Regions from separate parts of the Sus scrofa genome. Here region 1 is linked to region 2. The links are chromatin contacts, called in public Hi-C maps. All regions are on one chromosome and are shown on one strand. Each heading gives the region's core, a stretch centred on a gene start, on an enhancer-like site or on the middle of the called end of the contact. The rest is flanking DNA. Distances are from core to core; before and after follow the strand shown.

What was found. Hi-C and Micro-C count contacts between places; a contact is called where the count stands out from the background.
Region 1: a contact with region 2 is called in a Hi-C map of mesenchymal stem cells, with 2.6 times the contacts expected there. The contact joins the enhancer-like site here to the promoter of CCDC15 in region 2. A contact is called at or near these places in 17 of 47 Hi-C or Micro-C datasets (blood, brain, embryonic fibroblasts and 11 more) and 1 of 2 datasets of contacts at active chromatin or transcription factors (skeletal muscle).

What each region holds. Positions count from the first base shown.
Region 1 is chr9:52,263,875-52,268,285 of Sscrofa11.1, reverse strand. It overlaps SLC37A2 (glucose-6-phosphate exchanger SLC37A2), which reads right to left. Exons shown (of 19, transcript XM_005667471.3): 8 at 4,214-4,251; 9 at 3,800-3,940; 10 at 3,405-3,495; 11 at 1,933-1,995; 12 at 1,558-1,643; 13 at 1,056-1,104; 14 at 817-890; 15 at 480-558; 16 at 252-349. Among named protein-coding and RNA genes, the nearest start is that of SLC37A2, 29 kb to the right of the region's middle. Within about 2 kb of position 2,530, at least 21 of the 83 cell types and tissues checked have an H3K27ac peak or open chromatin away from gene starts, as enhancers often do. A contact at or near this core is called in embryonic fibroblasts and retroperitoneal adipose tissue, where this site is marked.
Region 2 is chr9:52,143,490-52,147,872 of Sscrofa11.1, reverse strand. It overlaps CCDC15 (coiled-coil domain-containing protein 15), which reads right to left and starts at 1,575. Exons shown (of 15, transcript XM_021063078.1): 1 at 1,461-1,575; 2 at 574-762. The coding sequence starts at 741.

The DNA of each region.
Region 1 (4,411 bases), core at 1,281-3,780, 120 kb before region 2:
GCGGTGGCACAGAGAGGTGGGGGGCAACATTAGCCTGGAGCGAGTGGTGAATCCCCGGTGCTGGGTGACTGCTGGATTGGCACACGGTTTCATTTTGTTGGGGGTCCCCCATGGGAGGCAGTGATTCTGAGCAAAGGGAGCTGTTCTTATTGTCCCAGAGCCCCAGTGGGCAATGCTTTGGACCTCCAGGGTTCTGGCCTGGCAGGGCAGGACCCCTCCCCAACCCCCTCTGTGCACCCCAAAACTCTTACCAAGCAGGCCAGGATGTCGGCAGAGATGAGCATGTAGAAGACATTGTTCCAGCCTGTGGGGGAAATGAGCCCGGCCAGCAGAGGCCCCAGAGCCGCACCTGTGGGGAGCACAGCATCAGACGGGGGCCCCAGCCAGGCCCTCCCTGCCCACACAAGGGCAGCGCCCCAAGAGAGCACCCAAGACCAGGCCCAGGGTTCCGCTACCAGCCTAGGGCAGGAGTCACAGACCTATGGACCCTGTGCCGTCGATGATGGCCGTGACAGTGGAGAGTGCCTTCGCATTGCCCTTCAGGCTCTTGTGAGTCCCCTGGGGAGAGAGAGCAAAGTGGGAAGGCCCACACCAGGAAGCGGCACCAAGCGGGACCGAGACCAGGACAGGGGATGGCTCGGGGAAAGGTAGCAGCTGGGGCTTGGAGTTGAAAGAGGGGCTGGTGGCAGTTTCTGAAGGACTTTGAGCATCTCATCTCTGCAGGCCAGGGGAAGGCAGGGTGGGGGTGGGGAGTGACATGGGGAAGATGGACCTGGCGACAGAGGCCCTAGCCCACCCCCAGGTGGCCCCACTTACCAGGTCAGCTGAGACAGCAGTGGTGATGAGCGCGTAAGGGCCGTTGACCAGGGCTCCAGAGATAATCAGCATGACTGAGGTGGTGACGAGACGGCCGGTTAGAGAGGACAGGCTGCCACCCCCAGACCCAAAGCAGGTGAGTCCCCCAGGCGTCAGGCTGAGAGCCTCCATTCCCTGAGCCTCCCTCCCAGCCCCCAGGCCGGCCTCATGGGGACCCCAAGGCAGCGCTGTCTCCTCACCTATGGAGATGCTGATCCCCCTCTGGCCAATGGAGTTGTACAGGAACATCTGAGAGAGGAGACGGGGCAGCAGAGTCACACCCTGGCTTCCCCGTGGGTCGCCTCCCTTAGACCTGAGCCCAGAAGTCCGAGGACCCCAGAGGTCCCCTTTCTCCTTCTCACACCCAGGCCGCTCTGTCTTCAGGCGTCCCAAGGATGCAGGGTCCGATACGTGGTAACCTATTGTTTCCCTTTGCCCCCAAAGTCTGCTCTCATATCAACCTCAATCTCTTATTCTTTCCTTGGTCAAGAAGCTTAGCAGCTGGCCTCCCCCTTCTCCACCAAAGCCAACAGCCGCTAATCCCTTTCCAGAATTCTCACGCTGAGCCTGGCCTCTCCTCCCCCCACTGTGCACAGAGATGTACACACGCAAAGAGACAGGCATGTGCGTGACGCCCGGGGCGTGCACACAGTCCAGTGGCCCACGGGCACAAATGCCCTTTGTCCTTGAGGTTCTACGCACCATGGGGGCAGCCAAGATCAGCATGACGCAGCAGGTGGTGGCCCTGCCATTGGTGTAGTCAGAGATGAGCCCCGCCAGGATGCCGCCTGGAACACAAGGCGCACACTGCCGCCCCAGGCACTGGGACCCCAGCACTGCCCCAGTGCTCAGCCCAGCACAAGCTTGGGCCTCTCCCTCTGCAGCCCTCCCTGTGCCCACAGCTCACAGGAAGACCAAACACAGGGGCCATCTTTCCTGGGGCCCCCTGAGCAGGAGCCCTTTTCCCTCTGATGCCACCGGCCAAGAGCACATCCCACTGGCCCTGGCCCTTTTTTCTGCACCCTGACAAGAGAAGAGGGGGATGCAGCCTAGAGGCAGAGCAGGGCATGGCCTCACCTATGATGCCACCAACATCGAAGAGTGTGGACAGGTCCCCAGCCTCCTTGGCAGTAAAGTGAACTGTGGAAAACAAAAGCATGGGTCAGACCTGGGGGCTCAGGGCAGACCTCTCAGGGGCCACCGCCAGAAGCGTTCCTGCAGAGCACCTGATCCACTGTCACTGCGTCCTCTTTCAGAGGAAGTGGGGGGGCGGGTTGTGGGGAAGTGATTGGCCAAAGTCACCTGTGAGTCTGCAGCAGACTCTTCCCAGCCCCCAGTCCTATACTGCCCTCTCCCCGAGTGAGATGGCCTTGACCTCCCAACCTGAAACCACTGAGAACTGGCCGCTGAGAGCCCTGTCCCTCTGGGGCACGACTGCTTTCTCTGAGCCTCAGCCCATCCAGCCACATTCTGGCTCAGCCCCTGATGGAACAGAAGGCCCCCTGCAGGAGCGCTTCACAGAAATCAGCTTGTAGGAAAATGGGGACCTTGGGTCCTAGGCCTTGCCCTGGGATTAGAAGAAGAGACGTCCAGAAGCTTGACTTGTAGCCCAGCCCTCGAGGCTGACTCATACTCCGAAGTCAGCACCAAGGCCGTGGAACAAAGAGTCACAGTGTCCACAGAGCTGCCTGGCGCTCTACCCCTATCTTCCAGAGAGGCCTCTCAGAGCTGTGGGACAAGTTACAGCTTGAGATTTGGCTCTGACTAATCCCCGTGGCATCTTGTTGGTGCATGAATATTGTGTGGCAAGGCAGCCTCGACCCTCCCATGGGGCCTGGAGGGAGCAGGGCAGCCCTGGGAGAGCTCTGAGGCCCCGGGAACTGAGGGCAGAGCTGCTCCTTGACAGCACAGCCCCACCAGGGGAATGCCAGAAACCCAGGACAGGTGGACAGAAACATCCTTTTCCAACCCCCAAAGTGGCCTCTCCTCATCTGTCCCTCCTTGGGTGGTGGCAGGTGTGGGGCAGGGGAGAGCAGGGCCATGAGACAGGCACCCAGCAGACCCAGGCACAAGTCATCGCTCCCGAGAGGTTCCCCGCAGCCCCTCGGAAGAGGACAGTGTTTACCGCCGGGCTGCAAGCAGTGGGGTCAGCTCGCAGGCCCTCTTCCTTGGGCTGGGGGAGGCTCAAGGGACCCCTGGAGGCACTCAAAAGGCAGACCTTTTGTAGCACCTTCCAATCCCACCCATCTTTGTGCCCAGCAGCCTGGTGGTGGGTTTCTCCTACACTTAAGGCTGGAGAAGAAGTTAGGGAGGATTGCGGAATAGAGCTTGGAGTTCCTAACCCCAACTCAGCGCCAAGGGAGGAAAGATGGCTGGAATCAGGGTCCAGGGGGTTGTCTTCAAAGTTTAGCTTCCCATTAAAGAAAAAAAAAAAAAAAATGTCCCTCTGCTCTAGGAGAGGTTCAGCAGAAATCCTGCCCCCTCCTGGAGTTATAAGCATCACATGACAGGTTTCCTCCCTCTCTCTCCTCTCCCTCCCCAGCACTCACCCACATTGAAGATGTAGAGGGGCAGCCAGTACAGGAAGGTGTAACTGACCAGCTTGGCAAAGAGCAGACACAAGGAGAACTCGATCACACCCTGGGGAGCATCAAGGAGGGTGCCATGGAAAGGGGTGCAAGACACCCTTGGTTCAGCAGCAGCCCCCACCCTACCCCATCCCACCCCTGCCCACCACACAAAGCATATCTCCAGTCTCAGTAACAGAGGGTGCCTGCTGCTCAAACACTGCGTCGAGACCAGCCTCCCACTTCACCTTCCCCAAGCGGGCCGCCCTCCCAAGGCATCCCACGTAAAGAAAATCTGGAAACCACAGATCACCCCTGATACCCAGCAGAAAAATCTAGAGAGCCTCTCCCTTCCTTCCATTCCACAGACTTCTCACCGGGATCCGGAGCGCCCCAAAGAAGCTGATGGCAGCAGGCTGGGCGCCTGGCTCCTTAGAGTAGGTGACAGCAGATTCCAGGCTGCTGTCCCTGTTGGAGTGGGAGTCCTCAGGGAGGTCCTGGCTGTCTTCTGACTCGACCTGCGCAGAGAGGAGCCCTTGCTGTGGCCACATCACGTACCACCTCCCACCAGCTGCAGGGACAACCCACAGGAGAGGTGGGGGCTCCCAAACTGGAAGGGGTACGTGTCCCCTCCTGGACTGGACTAAGCTCCTGTCGGGGAGCCACCCAAAGGCCCGACCTCGGGCTTGTGAAGTAACTGTGTGCACACGGCCCCCTCCTCCAAGTGCCCAGGCATCTCTGGGACCCACCCCTGGATGGAGCAGGAGGGCAGGGATGTAGGCCACACTTACGTGGTGCTGAGGAGGGGTGCAGTCCACGTCTTCTGGGTCTGAAAGAAAAAACTTCTAAGAAGCTTTCCAGCAGGCAAGGCTCTCACCATGCACGGTGTATAGACCCCAGCCCCCAAGGTGGCAAACCAGGGCTTAGGAGACCACTGTCCAGGCCTGGGTCTCCTAAGGATGAGCTGTAACACTACTGTCTCATGGACT
Region 2 (4,383 bases), core at 326-2,825:
CATTCATTCAACAAATATTTCCTGAGGACTTGCTATACCAATATGAGAAACAATAAAAAATAAAGGTCCCTGTCCTCACAGAATTTACAGTTAAACTTTCTCAGGATCCCACTCGGAATTAATCTCTCTCTTAATCTCTTACTGCACTTGAACCTTAATGAATCTCCATTACAAACCTTATAAACTTTAGGCAATCAATGTTACATCGACTATGGTCGTCATCCCTACTACACTCACTATAGAGTGTCTAGAAGACAGACAGTGCCTACGTCGTGTGCACGTCATGTGCACATCGTGTGCAGAGCAAGCATCAAGAGTTTATGAGGTAAACTGAAATATCTATATGTATGTATATAAATGTAATAAACACTCAATTATGTAGACTAAAGCTAGAGCAAGTTTTTAGCAAATTCATATTTGTTCTATAATTCTAATGCAAGAGCCTATCTATAACAGAATAGAAACAGCACCTCCAGACTGTTCATCTTATCTGTGCACCAGGGACTAGAGAAGGTTAATAAAAAGAAAGATGGAGGAGGAACCCCACCGTATTTGCATCAAACTGACACTCACATGTGCTGGGACTTCTGTGCTACCTGGTGGGGCAGGTTCCACCCATGCCCCAACTGGTACTACAGCCTGGTTCCTCTCAGCCAGCACTGTCAACACGTCCTTGCTCTTCAGGGGGTTTAAAGCCAGGGGCAACTTTGTGGAATTTCGAGGCTTCTTGAGGGGGGCCATACTTCCTGGCACCTAAGATTCCTGGTTAGGAGAGAAGAAAAGCTTAACATCTTCAAACGACTTCCTTAGAAGCTCAGCCCCTTAACACATATGCCACAGGCTCCTTAATAGGAGAGAAGCCTTGGAGGAGGCAGTAAGTAGCCTAACAGAGAGCCAAGAATAAGGATTCTGGAGAAGGAAGGAAAAAAGCTTGCCCTCGTAAAGGAATAGGGACGAGTGGAAAGAAGTAAGAATCTGAAGGAACGAAAACTGTGCCAGTGGTGACACACCGACGTGGGACAGGGAGGAAAGAGCGTAGCAGCCGGAGGGCAAGAGAGCTGGGAGGGTGCGGAGTGGGAACCTGGGTTGAAGGCAGAGTCCAAACAATCGGTATCCGGTTATGGGGGGAAGCGCTGAACGCCGGGGAACCCCGGGCCAGGGAAAAGTTTGGCCTGTTTCTTAGGCCTCGGGGTCCTAATCCTGCCGAGGCAGCCCTGGCCTAGTATCAACTCGCTGCTCGCCACAGACTCAAACTACCACGGACACTAAAGTAACCGCCGCCAACAAACCGCCAATTTTGGGAGGGCCGCCTTTCGGAACCCCGGGCCAAGGAAAATTTTGGCCTGTTTCTTAGGCCTCGGGGTCCTATTCTTGTCGAAGCAGTCCCGGCCTAGTATTAACTCGCTGCTCACCACAGACTCAAACTACCACGGACACTAAAGTAACTGCCGCCAACAAACCACCACTTTTGGGAGCACCGCCTTATCCCGCCGCGCCCCTCGGTTGGTTTGTATCCGCCTCCTCCGGCTTGCGTCACCTCCCTGGTACAGGGAAGGCGTAGGGCGGGGTTTCGGGTTCCGAAGGGTCGTCACTTCCGCTCTCTGTAACCCTGAGGGGGCGGGACTTGTGAAGCGTGGGGGTGCGGGTGGAGTCTAGCTCAGTCAGCTGAGCTGTTGCATTATCTACCCTGGGATTAACCCACATCTTTCAGAAAAAGGAATACGTTGGGCTGGAGAGCTGATTAAGTGGGAAGGACAGGGGTCCAGTTGAGGGACGCATGGGAGAAGGATGGAAGAAGGCAGGCCTGGCAGGGCTTCCTTGACGGAGGAAATACGCCTACAGTAAATCATACTGATCCTTTGTTCACTTCGTTACGTTAGCAGTGCTGTTTCATATATACTCTTACATGTAAATATCGCAGCCTTGAGAGTGGTCTCCCTTTCTGCTCCAAGCTTTGCTATAATCCAGGGACACTTCATTTTTCTTGTGAAACACCAGTTTGTTCGTTCAATTAACATATAATTGAGAGCATTTTATATACCAGTACTTTGCTAGGCACTGAATATATATAGCAGTGAACAAAACAGACATATCCCTTGTTCATGGAATTGACAATATAATGAGAAATAACCAAATAGACACATGAATAAGTAAATAAAAGTGGCTGATGATGATGCGCAACTTGCAACTGGCCCAGGAACTCTATATGCCTCTGGGTGGCCAGAAGAAAAAAGAAAAAAAAAAGGGGGCAAGGGAGTAGTTAAATAACTGACCATAGGATTTAAGATAGGTAATGTAGGAAAGGATGACAAGTGGAAGGAAGGGACCTTGTAGAGGTGGTAAAATCAAGAGATTCTAGGTTCCAATGGAGACCTAAGTTTTGCTAGAGCAGAATACTAGAAGGAATGCATTGAAAAAATAAGAGGTGGTCATCCAAGATTGAGATGCTTGAAAGTAAGAGTATAAAGTTATTGTAGATATTAGTAGTGTTGGAGTTCCCTCGGAGCCTAGCTGTTAAGGATGGACACTGCCACTGCTGTGGCACAGGTTCAATCGCTGGCCTGGGAACTTCTGCATACCGTGGGCATGGCCCCTCAAAACATATTGGTACTGTCAAAATCTATGGTATAACCAAGAGAGGGAGTGCTGAGGTAGAAGAACAAGATTACTGAAGAAGAGGTCATAGAAATGGCCAAATGGCTTGAAATCACCAAGATACATGAACAGAAGAGTGTTGCAAGAGCCAGGAGCATCCATCTTCAAGGAATTTCAGGAAAAGACCTGGAGCTTGGTAGATGAGTATAACCTGGAAATCAGGGAGTGATATAGTCTAGCAACATCAGATGCAAACCAAGGAGCAGAGCTGAGAAAAAAAACAGGAAGCATTGTTTACAAACAGCACTGAGCAATCAAGTAACGAGAAGGAAAGCCATACCACCTCCACACAAAGAACAGAAAACAGCCACCACTGGAGAAGGCCAGAGGAAGGTTGATTTGTACACCTCTGTAAACACACACACACACACACACACACAGAAGAAATGTTATTAGGTAGCCCCTTGCTGTCTCTAACCCTCTACCTCAAGGTCTGTGCCCCACTAGCAGCCATCCAGTGGTTTCATATGAATCTACACTCTCTTATGTCCAGAAAGATCCCATCTTGGGCTCTGCTCCCACTTTCTAAAGTTTTCACAAGGTGTGTCTTCCATATGCCCAGAATTAGTTTCTCCCCAAGAGAGCTGTTTGCTTAGAAATGTCTTCTTCAGAAACTTAAAAGACTGGGTGTTGCTGGCACCAGAGTCTTGAGGCCCTGATCCAGAACACTCTTCATTAGAACTTGATAATGTGTGTGGCTGGGGGATCCCCGGCCATTGCTGCACAAGGCCCTGTCACTGGGTCCTTGGCAGCAGTCCACTCCACACAACTCAGAGATGTGCTGTTTGGGAGTTCCCATTGTGGCTCAGCAGGTTAAGGACCAGATGTTGTCCCTATGAGGATGTGGGTTTGAACGTTGGCCTCACTCCATGGTTAAGACAACAGCTGCAGCTCTGACTCCACCCTTAGCCTTTGAACTTCCATATGCCGCAGGTATAGCTGGAAAAAGAAAAAAAAGAAATGTGCTATTTGGTTTCACCATCCTTTTGACTCACAGCTGTAGCAAATTAGAAAACTTGGTCACCTGTTAGTCCTCAGGGCCTATCCTAAGGAGAACCTCTCTGGAAATTGGAAACCTGCCTATCCCCACTCTCATGGTATCTGGATGTTGGGAATTTAACCTCAGGCAGCTGAGTGGTACCCACTTTCACTTCTTCCTCCAGTTTGAGCAGGATTTCCCAGGGCTGCCCAATGTTCTGGGCTGTTTCCTAAAGGTTTCTTTTGTTTCTCCTCCTCCTGATTCACTCTGAAAATAACTTTTCTAGCTGGAATAATTGGTGAGGGTCCTTCTGCTTGCCTGTACAAACCAAATTTCTGCAGCAGCATTTCACTGTAAGTGGCATCCATGGCAGATGGCTCAGGTTAAGCCCAGTCATCTCAATAGCTTCTTCTGCACTGATCTTTGAAAAAAGAAAAAAAAAACTTTCATTTCATCATGGGTGCAGAAGTCTTTTATCCTTTCTCTTTGCGGATGAAAAAAAAATTAACACGGAGTCTCATTGTCTTCCACTTTACCAGATACTCATCTAGGATAGACACAGAGGTACACTTCAAGGAAAGACTTGTTGGTCCAGCTTTCAAGAGTGTTGTGGTCCCTTCAGCTGTCAGCTCCTTCAGGGTCAGCCTCAGCTTCAGAGAGCAGTCTTTCCCTCCCTTTGAGGAGCAGTGACCTCCTGGGACTGGTGGGTCTAGGGATGTAAAGGTCCAGTTGTTTCAGCCTAACTTGGA